3 separate regions of the Mus musculus genome follow, and all the other regions are linked to region 2. A link is a contact called in public Micro-C data. All regions are on one chromosome and are shown on one strand. Each heading gives the region's core, a stretch centred on a gene start, on an enhancer-like site or on the middle of the called end of the contact. The rest is flanking DNA. Distances are from core to core; before and after follow the strand shown. Region 1 holds the start of Phyhip (phytanoyl-CoA hydroxylase interacting protein). Region 2 overlaps Pebp4 (phosphatidylethanolamine binding protein 4). Region 3 holds the start of Slc39a14 (solute carrier family 39 (zinc transporter), member 14).

Region 1 (3,528 bases), core at 27-2,526, 470 kb after region 2:
AGCTGGAGTTAAAGATGGTTCTGAGCTGGGACTAGAACTTGAGTTCTTTGCAAGTGTTCTTCTGAGCCATCTCCCCAGCCCCTAAAACATATTTGTGGTCCTTGGTTGTATCAGTAGGTACAGAGGGGTCAACCAGAGGCTCCTTATTTTCTTCCGTGTATCCTCCAAATGTCTCTCCTACTCCTTAGAAGTCTGCAGACTCTTTGCAGGGGCAGAGACTGTCACCATGAGAAAGATAGCAACTCTTACTACTTGCCTGACATTTCTCAGGTGCCAAGCCCAGAGCTAAGTGATTTACATAATGATCTCATTCCACGATAACAATAAACTTGTATTATCAGCCCACTTCACAAATGAGACAGTCGCTGACCGAGGTCACCTAGCTGGAAAACTATAGAGATGAAATTGTTCCTATCTCCATCAGATTACAAAAACTGTCCTTTTTATCATTGTATTGTCTCTTGGTCACTGTTGCTTCCATCAAATTCCCTTGAGTTTTTTTTTTTTTTGGGGGGGGGGGGGAGGGGACTCCAACCGCCCTCAGTTCTAGGTTGTAGACAAGCCTCCGGCTGATGGTCCTTTCTGACTGCAATCTCAGGGCTTTGCTGGCCTGAGCCTGGAGGGTGGTTGGGATGAGAACACTCAAAGCTCTGTGTATCCTTCCACCCTCCACATTCTTGCCTCTGTGCATCCCTCCCTATTTTACAACGCCTCTCTCCCACTCCTTTACTTAGGGACTCTTAAGCTGCTAGAAGATTCTCCTTGGACACTCCAGAGTCTCTAAAGCTGCTGGGCTGGTTTCTCTTGATAAGAGTTGGTAAGAAAATTGTGCGGTGCATCAGTGAAGGTCTCCCAGGAGACACCTAGACTGAGGATAAGGTCCCACCAACCCCAGCTCTGACACTTCTTTTGAGACCCTTCCCTTACCCAGCCTCCTGAGCCCGTGGGTTAAGCTCCACCCCTCTCTGAGCACCTTAAAGTTTGGGGGCTGAATTCCAAGTAGGAGGTGTGTTGAACGGACTTCAGGAGGCATCTTGCCCTGGAAGAATGGGGGAAAGGTGGCAGAAGCTACAGCTGCTGCCTCCAAGGACATCTGTATAGCTCCCAGGGGACCCTCTGCCCTTTCCCCCTCCCACAAGCCTGGGCGAGCAGGGACCAAGCTTGCTTGTTATCACCTGACGCTGAGCAGCCACTGATCCCATTGGTGGAGCCAGATTCGGTCTGGCTCTCCTGTTCCTTCTCGATTTCTCTGCCTCTCTCTCCTCCACGCTGCTTTGATTTCGCTCTTGCCTCTCTTCTTGCGCGCTTACTCGCTGGGTTCCCAGCAACGCCGCCGTTTTCTTGCCGGGAGCAGTAGCTATAGCTGCAGAGCCAGACAGGCGCTGCCTGTGGGGCATGGAAGCCGACTTCCCAGTAGCCCAGAGAGGAGCGAGCGAGCCCCGCTGCCTGTGACCCCAGGCGTCAGGCTGCTGTCCCCTGCCTGGAGAGATCATCATCTATCTACACAGAGTCTCTCCCTTCCTTCTCTTCCAAGTATCCCTCTGCAGGGCCGGCTGAAGCCAGGTAAGTGCGCTTCTCCCCCCCAAACCATCCTGCCTATTCTGGGAGGTTAAGAGCTGCGGCCACCAGGGTCTCGCCACTGTCCTGGCTGTCCACCTGGGTTGCCAGGCCTGGCGACCTTGTCCCCTTTCCCCTAAGTCCTTGGCAAAGAGCTTAACAGCTGGATCTGGTCTCCGGGGCGACACAGTTAGTTACCCCGTGACCATTCTGCGCAGTCGGCAAAGCCAAAAGGTTCAGCCGGGTGGGGGAGCCTTCCCTCTGGCATGCCAGTAGCTTTTTGAAATGGGCTTGGGGAAGGGGGCCCGGTGTGTACAACGTGTCTGCATGGTTGGGAGGAGGCTGGAGGCTAGCTTGCGTAGATAGGTCTGTCTCTACGCAGTTAGATTCCTTTAGGGTTTCTGACCGGCTTGTAGCATGTTTCAGAACATTTTTCCGCGTGAGGTACATGTGTGCGGGGGCAGCATTTATCCGAGTAGCCTGTGGGTATATGTGGCAGGGGCCCCAAGAGCCAGTATTTTTAGGGGGTGGACATGTCACTTGTCATGTGGGTGGGAGTACATGTTGAGGGAGTACTGTAGCAACCAGGCTGTTTCTATGTGGGGAGGGGCAACTTTGAAGCAGTAGGAGGTGGGTAGGTGGGAAGTGTGGCACAGACCTCTGGCTGTGGGTAGACTTGAGTAGGTGTGCAAACCTGTTGGCCTGTGAAGAATCAGGCTGACCCAGTGTGGCCAAGGAGCAAACATGTTTTCAAAGTCTGTGTCTTGGAACCTACAAAAGGCAATGCCAGAATCCAGGCAAGGATTGACGGGCGCTCAGATATACATGTGTGCACAGGCAGCCATGTGGGTTGCCTGTCCTCTTGTGGGAAGTGGCATGCATATGTGTTGGTGCCCGTGGCTTCCTCGTTTCCTCAAATATGGCTTGTGACAATGAGGGACACATGCATGTGGGTATGTATAGATGTGAGCACGGGCAGGTTGGCATGAAGGCGACAGCTCTCGAAGGGGAAATACTGGGGCATTCTTAGAATGTGCAAGGTGGAGGGGGGGCACATCTATGCGTAGGTGAGTGTGGAGGAATGAGGATGTCTACGAAGGCATATGCTGAGGTATGTGGGCACCCCTTGCGCATGTGTATGTGTGCATGCCTGCCTGCGTGGGGGTATGTACATGCTTGCTTAGGGTGGATTCACATGGCAATGTGGGTGTTCCTAGGGTGCTGCCTCAACCTGTCCCTCACCGGCTGCCCTTCCCTAGGCATCTGGGTGTAGAGAAGCTGGGTTGACACCCACCCTTCGTCCATGCTGGCTGGCTGCCCTTGTAGTGCCAGCTGCCCCCACTCTCACAGACCTTAGGCTAGGGTGTGGAGAGCAGCTCTCCCAAAAAGGGAGAGAAGAAGAGATGAGTGAGGGCCTGGCCTGGAGTCTCCACCCACCCACCCACCCACCACCAGAGCTACCCTGGTCTCTAGGAAGACTCAGAAGTGAGGAGGGATCAAGGCAGGACAGGTGTCTGCTCGGGGCAGGTGTAGGCTGGATCCCATGTGGGTGGGAACCACTCTCAAGTCCTGAGGTGGGAGTATGCATTCATGTTCGTGGGTGCAAAAAAGCTCTCTCCGAAGCGACTTGTCGGTAGCTTGTCGGTATCCAGGGCTTTGTTAACTCTTTGCTGCTCCACACCTCTTCCCCAAATTTTATACGGTAGGATTGCTTGTTGTGGGGTTGTTTCCACATAGCCAATCCCATTTGTCTCAGTTTGGTGAAGACCTGGTAAGACTCCCATGATTCTCTGACTATAGATTTCCTGTGCATGAAACCAGAGACATTGGGCTACAGGGTGGGGAGCTGAGTTAATAGTGAACTTTGAGGACCACCTGGGCAGGTAAGGCCATCAACGGTCCCCTCGCTTCTCTCTGTTCTACCACCCAGGCAGGCCACAGGTTAATGTAGTGGTGCCAGGCACTGAAGCA
Region 2 (3,223 bases), core at 18-2,517:
AGGCAAGCCTAACACAGTTTGCAGAATGAAAGGTTGGAGTCCCCTGGACTCAGGGTGGCTTCCGACTTTTGAAGTCCCACCGTTTTTCAGCTTCTCCACGCTTTTGACTTGCCAACCGCCTATTCCCCACCCCAGAGATTTTCAGAATCCACGTGACACACTCAGTGTGGGACTCTGTCTCTCTGTTTCTTTCTTTTTTTTTTTTTTTTTTTTTTGGTTACATTATTCCAGATAATACTCCTCTTGCTTGCCAAGAGAAGAAGGGAAAAAAATGACATTAATTAAAGATTTGGTCTGTGTCCTAATCAAAAATTTTGAAAATGAATGTATCATACTGTACGTTCTGTAATGTAGCCGGCTTTTTTACTTAGCAATATATCATTAACATTTTCCTATGTCAACACATAATCTTCCGAACCATGATTTTTTTACTGCAGAAGTAGTTTACCATATGGGTGTACTATAATTTCCTCAGCCAATCCCTTACTGTTGGACATTAGGCTGTGTCTCTTTTTTCCCTCAAATATATATAATTATCACCAAGGCTACAACGAACACGTGAGCCAATAAGCTAACTCTTCATTCACCTCTGTGATAACTTTCCTGGGATGAGCCTCCGCGTTCAGAATCTCCGTGGGTTCAAAGGCTTGATGGTACACGCCACCAAAATACTCTCTAGTATTTAGAATTTCTACCTATTTAGAATTCTGCCAACAGTATTTGGGGGCTGAAGGGAAATAAAGCAAGACAATGGGTCTAACCCCCCACCCCCACCCACACACACATTCTACACATGGGTAAACTGAGACCAGGTGGAGATAGGGTCAAGTAATTGTCCTGGTCGCTCCTCACAAGCATGTGAGATGTAACATGGCTAAGAAGCTGCAGAACCTGTTTGTGCTCCCCAACTGCCCAGCCTGCCCACCTCAGATGCAACTCGGGATTCTGGAATCTTCCTCTTCCTTTCATACCCTGCTAACTCTGAGACCTACTGGCCTGCAAAGGTCTCTTTCACCACTCTTCACACGCACGCGCACACACACACACACACACACACACACACACACACACACCAGTAATAAGAATCCCTCTCAGTGGGTTCTTATCCCAGGGACATCTCCAGGATCTTGAGGAGATGCTTCCGGTTGAAAAGCCGTGTCCATGCCAGGGCTTTCCTCCTTCCTCCCCTGGCCTCCTTCATTATCCTTCCCGGGTACCTCCCACTGCCATCTCTTGGTTTTCCCAGCATGCCCTCCCCACAGTGCATCCCATTGGAAGTGGCTCCACCCCCAAAGGCTTCAGCCACACCCCCTTACTTCGCTCCAGGGTTTCCTGGCTAGGCCTGTGACCTATTTCTCCCTGAACGCCCTTCAAGGGCATCCACGGTGTGTGAGGTAGAATATTAGTTGGGTTTTGCCTGACTCAGGCCACACCTCCCCCACTCACCTGCCTAGAGCATCCCTTAAGGTTGAATATAAACATCTCATCTTCTATGGCGGTCCTGGGATCTGTTCCCTGTAGGGAGTCAGGCACCTCACAGAGTGTCCACAGGCCCCCAGCCTAAACACCCTCAGAGCTCTTGACTTCCCACCCAGGCTCAAGCACTTGGAGAACTTAACCCCTGCGTGTTCATGAGGACCGTGGAGCCAATGCTATCCTGACCTACTAAATCCTCTTCTCTCTGCCATCGCCAACCAACTCGAATCTAGATCAAGAATTGTTTCTGACTTCAATGAGAGGGTACGCAGAAACCAAGCTTCTCTGTCAGAGAGCCCGCTGCCCTCACCTGCTTCCTCTGCTTCAATCAATTCCCCAGGCGTGAACAATAGCATCCATTAGCAAAGGCCATTTGGAAATTTAAGACCCGCTCTAATTCTTGTCTTCTGCCCACCTCTCCAGTGTAAACTACTTGCCAGCCTGACTTCCATGTCTAGGGCAGGCCTTCAGCTCTCAGCTCTTCTATCTTTTACCATTCCCCTGAAGTACCATCCCTTTACCCCAAATGTGAATCTCATCAGCCTCCAAGAGAGGCAGCTTGGGGGTGTTCTCAGAGGGGACCCCTAGTGAAGATTTCGCTCCCAAACATCAGGATCCAATCCAAGAGGACTCCTTTTTCCCTTTGTACACCCCAACTTCTCTCCAGGGGAAACATGCACAGGATACAACAATGTCTTGGGGCGGGGTCCGGGGTGGGGGTGGGGCTCCCATCCTGGTAGCGCTAATCCAGAACCCTACGGAAAGGAAGGCTTAGCGCTTCTCTTGCTTCTTTGCTTCTCAAAGAAAGACTAATGATGGGGGAGGGGGCAGGGCAGGTTTCATTTCTACTCTGTACTGTACATGTCCTAAACGCCTATCCTTTAGAGTCATTTCCTTCTCACATCACACTACAAGACCAGCATAAGCTCCATTTGAACACAGGGAAAGGGTGGTTCGGAGAAGTCACTTCCTTTAGCCAGAGTCCTGTAGCTGGTAAGAACTGGGGCGGAGATTTAAACCCAGCTTCTCTTGACTCCAGTGCCTGCCCTCTTTCGGGTACAACCCTTGCTACCAGACTCCATTTCCAGGCACCCAGAAACCCCAACGGAGAACTCTCCGTTCTCTACTCTCCATCGTCTTCTCCTCTGTTAGCACTCACTGATAGATAACATCCTCTATGCCAAACTCCCAGGACACTGCCTCCTACCTAGTGTCTTTATTTTCATGGAGGGCACTGGGTTTCTAGGTTCATTCATCTTCTACCAAGGGACAGAGTCCGGGCCATTAGAGTCAGCTGTACTTTCTGGTCATCTTGCCTCTGCCACTTGGCGTCCTTCTCAGTTTTCCTCCCCTAAAGAACAGTTTCTGTGGCCAGGCAGACAAGTTCCAAAATATCCCACCCCTTTGCCCTTCCCCCGGAGCTATCTTCTTCAGTCTGGAATTCTGATAAGACCTCAGCTTTGAGCCCAGCTTTGGACAGGACAGGGAAGGCCCTGGCCAGATTCCCAAAGTTGTCTCGTAGGGACAAGGAATTCCTGGTCCTCTTCTTTAAGAACTGATATCCTTGATTAGAGACCACTGAAAGCCAGTGGCTCCCTGCCATTCCACACCCCCCCCCGCCCCGCCCTCTCCCCTGCGCACCCTGGCCTTAAGGAACAAGAGCAGCCCTAAATCCGACCTTGGCTCACACACTCCCACCACGTTAAAAAGAAAGTGGAAAGAGACACTTCCTAGGTGAGGTTACCTG
Region 3 (3,320 bases), core at 275-2,774, 360 kb after region 2:
CACAGAATGCCAGGTGTAGCAGCAAGAAGTGTTCTGCCAGGGTCCTTCTGGAAGAACCCATATCCTGGGTCAGTTCAGTGTCTCTAGTCACAATGATAAAACAGTCACACAAAGAGGACCCATACACGGCCTCCTGACTTTGAACCACTAGCAAAGAGCTCAACTAAGTCACCAATAGAAAGGGGACTAGATGGCTTTTAATTCTAGTTGTCAGAAGTTGTGATTCTGGACATGTTTCTGGCTGTTTGGCCAAGGAGGCACGTTGGAACCCCTCAGTGTTGAAGATTTGTTTTAATAGGTAAGGAGTACGGAATTGTACATCTTTTGGATAGACAATTCAGGCTGGTCTCAGTACTAACCTGAACCAGAATAGTGACCAGATAGTCACTCCGGAGCCAGTTTCTATCGTCCCCTAAAATCAGCACCTCCAGCAAATATATCTATCCCAATGACCAGGGGCTAAAAAGAGCTAATGCTACAATTCCAAAGCCAGGTTACTTCACGAAGAGGGGCCTGCCAAAGTGCTCCTGCCTCTATCCTTCCATTTAGGCCACAGGAAAGCACTCCACCCCTCACCAAACCAAACTGAGAGTTCTCTTGAACGCACAAGCCATGTAACTATTTAGACTACAGATCAGCTTAGAATCTAGGCCCCGGGGTGACAGAAGATTCTTAAAGCTGAACCCACAACCCAGAGAGGCAATTTTCCGGCTTAGAATCTACCTCAGGATCACAAGGTGAGTCTGATGGCTACTTTAGCTATAGCTTTAAAACTCTAAGAGGGAGCAGCCGGTAACCAGACCACCTAATTTGGTCAGTCCCAACCTAAGTGAGCCCAAGAGGCATCGCTGCCGTTAGTCAGGGGAGAATTCAGCGCGGTGCCACCCTTGCGGTTATCCACTCCTGCCCAAGCCAACCAGAAGAATCGGGCATCACTCTCCAGCCGGAGGGTGGTCTGGCGTGGGGCAGGGAGAAGGACACATAGGTTCCTGGGATGCAAGATCCAGACACCAGAGCCCCCGAGCAGCCGCCACCGCAGAGCATCTGATCTACCCATCTACTCCGCTTCCTCTGCGCTCTGTGTCCTGGGGCTCTAGAAAGCTCATCTCAGCCTTTCTGAGCAGCTATCGACCTCCCCGGCGTCCTTCTCTGGTTCACACATCCCGGGCCCTGCAGCTGAAGGGACAGCGCAGTGACCTCCTTCTCCTCGCCACCGTGGCACGGCAATCAGGTGCTACCAGGACTGGGCTCAGGGAGTGCGCGGCCTCCCGAAAAGACTCTGGGTCCTCGGCGTGCCGGTGTCTCCAACCCCCACCCGGTGTCCCCCCTAACCCGGAGGCGCCCGACTTCCCATCCTGCCTGCGCCCGGTCCGTCCTCACCTGAAGTCCTCCAGCCGGCAGTCGGGCCCACGCAGCCTCACTATCCAGGGCCCCCCCCCCAAGGCAGCGGGCGACACAGCTACTGAGTGGGTGCGTCCCCGCCAACAGCCACGCGCCCCCTCTCTACGTCCGGCCCCCGCCGCATGCGCATGCCCGGCCATATACCCTGCGCGTCACCGCTGGGCCCGCCCCCGCCTGCTGCCCCGCCCCGCTCCCCCGGGCCTGCCACGTGGGACCGCCAGCTAACAGCGTCGTTACCCTGGCCAACCTGGTCCTCCAGCGTTGTGCATCCCCGGCTCGCATCCTAGCTCTCTCTAGCTTCATCCACCCTTCCTTGATGAATTCCATCCTTGACTCACGGAGGCCCTGCAGGCTCCGCTATTCTCTGGAAACCTCCCATCTGTCCTTCCTAGCCCCTTTTGTGGGAAACTCACAGCGTGACCTTCCATCCTGTCGCTCCTGAGGGAGAGTGCCCCTCTCTTGGTAGACATTTGTGGTTTTAACACTGTTGATGAATCTAAGAGACTTTTCTGTTTTCTCCAATTCTAAAATATTCTGTAAGCAGGATGGAGCGCTTCATAAACTGCTTTTTTTTTTTTTTTTTTTGCCTACCCCAGCCAACCAAAAGAATTAAAATAACTTGTAACGATCCAAATAAAAGATCATATTCATTTTTTTTCAGAGTTTCGCACCTCTTTCTCACAGTTAATCAGATTCCTAAGGAGCGAGGTCAAGCCTTAGGTTTTGTTTGTCCTGGGAGGGAGTCTCTTCCGCTGTAGGAAGGGCCTATTGTGTTGGATACTGAGCCTTGTATATGCAAATTTCTTGAGAAAAATAAACCACCCACTAAACTCTTATTGTTCTATTCAGCTGGATATTAGGATTATTTCCTCTATCGCTTAACCAACTGTCACCTGGGGCAGGGAGGGCCCCATGGAAGAACCTCAAGTGGCACTGGAACCAGTGAATGGCGGGGGTTTCTGTTCTAGCACAGGGAGTGTGTCCAGCTGGCTGTGGTATCTCTAGATTTGTTCAATAGAGAGATGGCATCTAAGTGCTGGGGAAAGTTCCCTCAAAAAGGAAGTGATAGGAGTAGAACTCCATGTCCCTAGAACAGGTGGCAGGAAGAACTCAGCTCAATGGCAGCTTGCTCTTGCGGGCTGGCTAGAGCACCAGAGTGTGGGGCTGGGGGTTGGTGAGGTAATAGCCAATCCTGGTGGTGCACACCTATAATCTCAGCTACTCTAGAGCCAGAAGGATCTCAAGTTCAAGGCCAGCTGGGGCAATTTAGTGAGCTCCTTTCTCAAAAGGTAAAAGGGGGATTTTTGGTTCAGTGTATGCTTAGACCGCACCAAAGCCATGAGTTCGAGGCCAGCAACCGGTTCTGGTAATGCTCACCTGTAATTCAGCACTGGAGAAGTGGGGACAAGTATCACAAGTTCAAAGTCAGCCTTGGGCCCCTTAATGAATTTGAGACCATGCCTGAACTACCTGAGACCCTTTCTGTAAATTAATAGTGAATGCTTTGCCTAGTGTATGCAAGGTCTTAAGTTTAAAAGATATAAAACTACTGAGGCCACTCAGACTCTTCTGGCCACTCTGTTTTTCTGAAATTCAATTATCTTTACTCTGTAATTACAGTACTCCAATGAGTAAGAGGGAGACCCTGTGATGGTCCTCTCATTTACTTTCTGAGTAATTTTGAGGTAATGATAGCTCTTGCAGAATTGCCTCCCGGGCCCCTGCAACTCTATAATAATGCTGAATATTTGCCTTGGTTAAAGTTACAGTGTTTTTCAGACATTATGTCACCCACTTAAGACTCCAAAGCGGAATGGACTGTCAGGAAAGGTCGGTTCCCCATCAGGCCCCCCCTAGAAGGAATAAGCAGAATAAGAAGCCCACCTAGAGACAAGGATCTGCCATCCCAAAGCTCTGAA

The links. A called contact is a pair of places that touch in the nucleus more often than the background predicts.
Region 1: a Micro-C map of embryonic stem cells shows a contact between it and region 2, with 2.0 times the contacts expected there. The contact joins the promoter of Phyhip here to the enhancer-like site in region 2. A contact is called at or near these places in 1 of 39 promoter capture datasets (the C10 cell line), 1 of 484 Hi-C or Micro-C datasets (embryonic stem cells) and 2 of 9 other capture datasets (adipose tissue and liver).
Region 3: a Micro-C map of embryonic stem cells shows a contact between it and region 2, with 2.1 times the contacts expected there. The contact joins the promoter of Slc39a14 here to the enhancer-like site in region 2. A contact is called at or near these places in 1 of 39 promoter capture datasets (cranial neural crest) and 2 of 484 Hi-C or Micro-C datasets (CD4 T cells and embryonic stem cells).

What each region holds. Positions count from the first base shown.
Region 1 is chr14:70,456,241-70,459,768 of GRCm38.p6, forward strand. Phyhip (phytanoyl-CoA hydroxylase interacting protein) reads left to right here and starts at 1,277. Exons shown (of 5, transcript NM_145981.3): 1 at 1,277-1,563.
Region 2 is chr14:69,988,309-69,991,531 of GRCm38.p6, forward strand. The region is part of intron 4 of Pebp4 (phosphatidylethanolamine binding protein 4); the gene reads left to right. All of the region lies in intron 1 of Gm41198 (a long non-coding RNA gene), which reads right to left. Among named protein-coding and RNA genes, the nearest start is that of Gm41198, 5.4 kb to the right of the region's middle. Within about 2 kb of position 1,268, at least 10 of the 459 cell types and tissues checked have an H3K27ac peak or open chromatin away from gene starts, as enhancers often do. A contact at or near this core is called in embryonic stem cells, where this site is marked.
Region 3 is chr14:70,349,900-70,353,219 of GRCm38.p6, forward strand. Slc39a14 (solute carrier family 39 (zinc transporter), member 14) reads right to left here and starts at 1,525. Exons shown (of 10, transcript NM_144808.4): 1 at 1,381-1,525.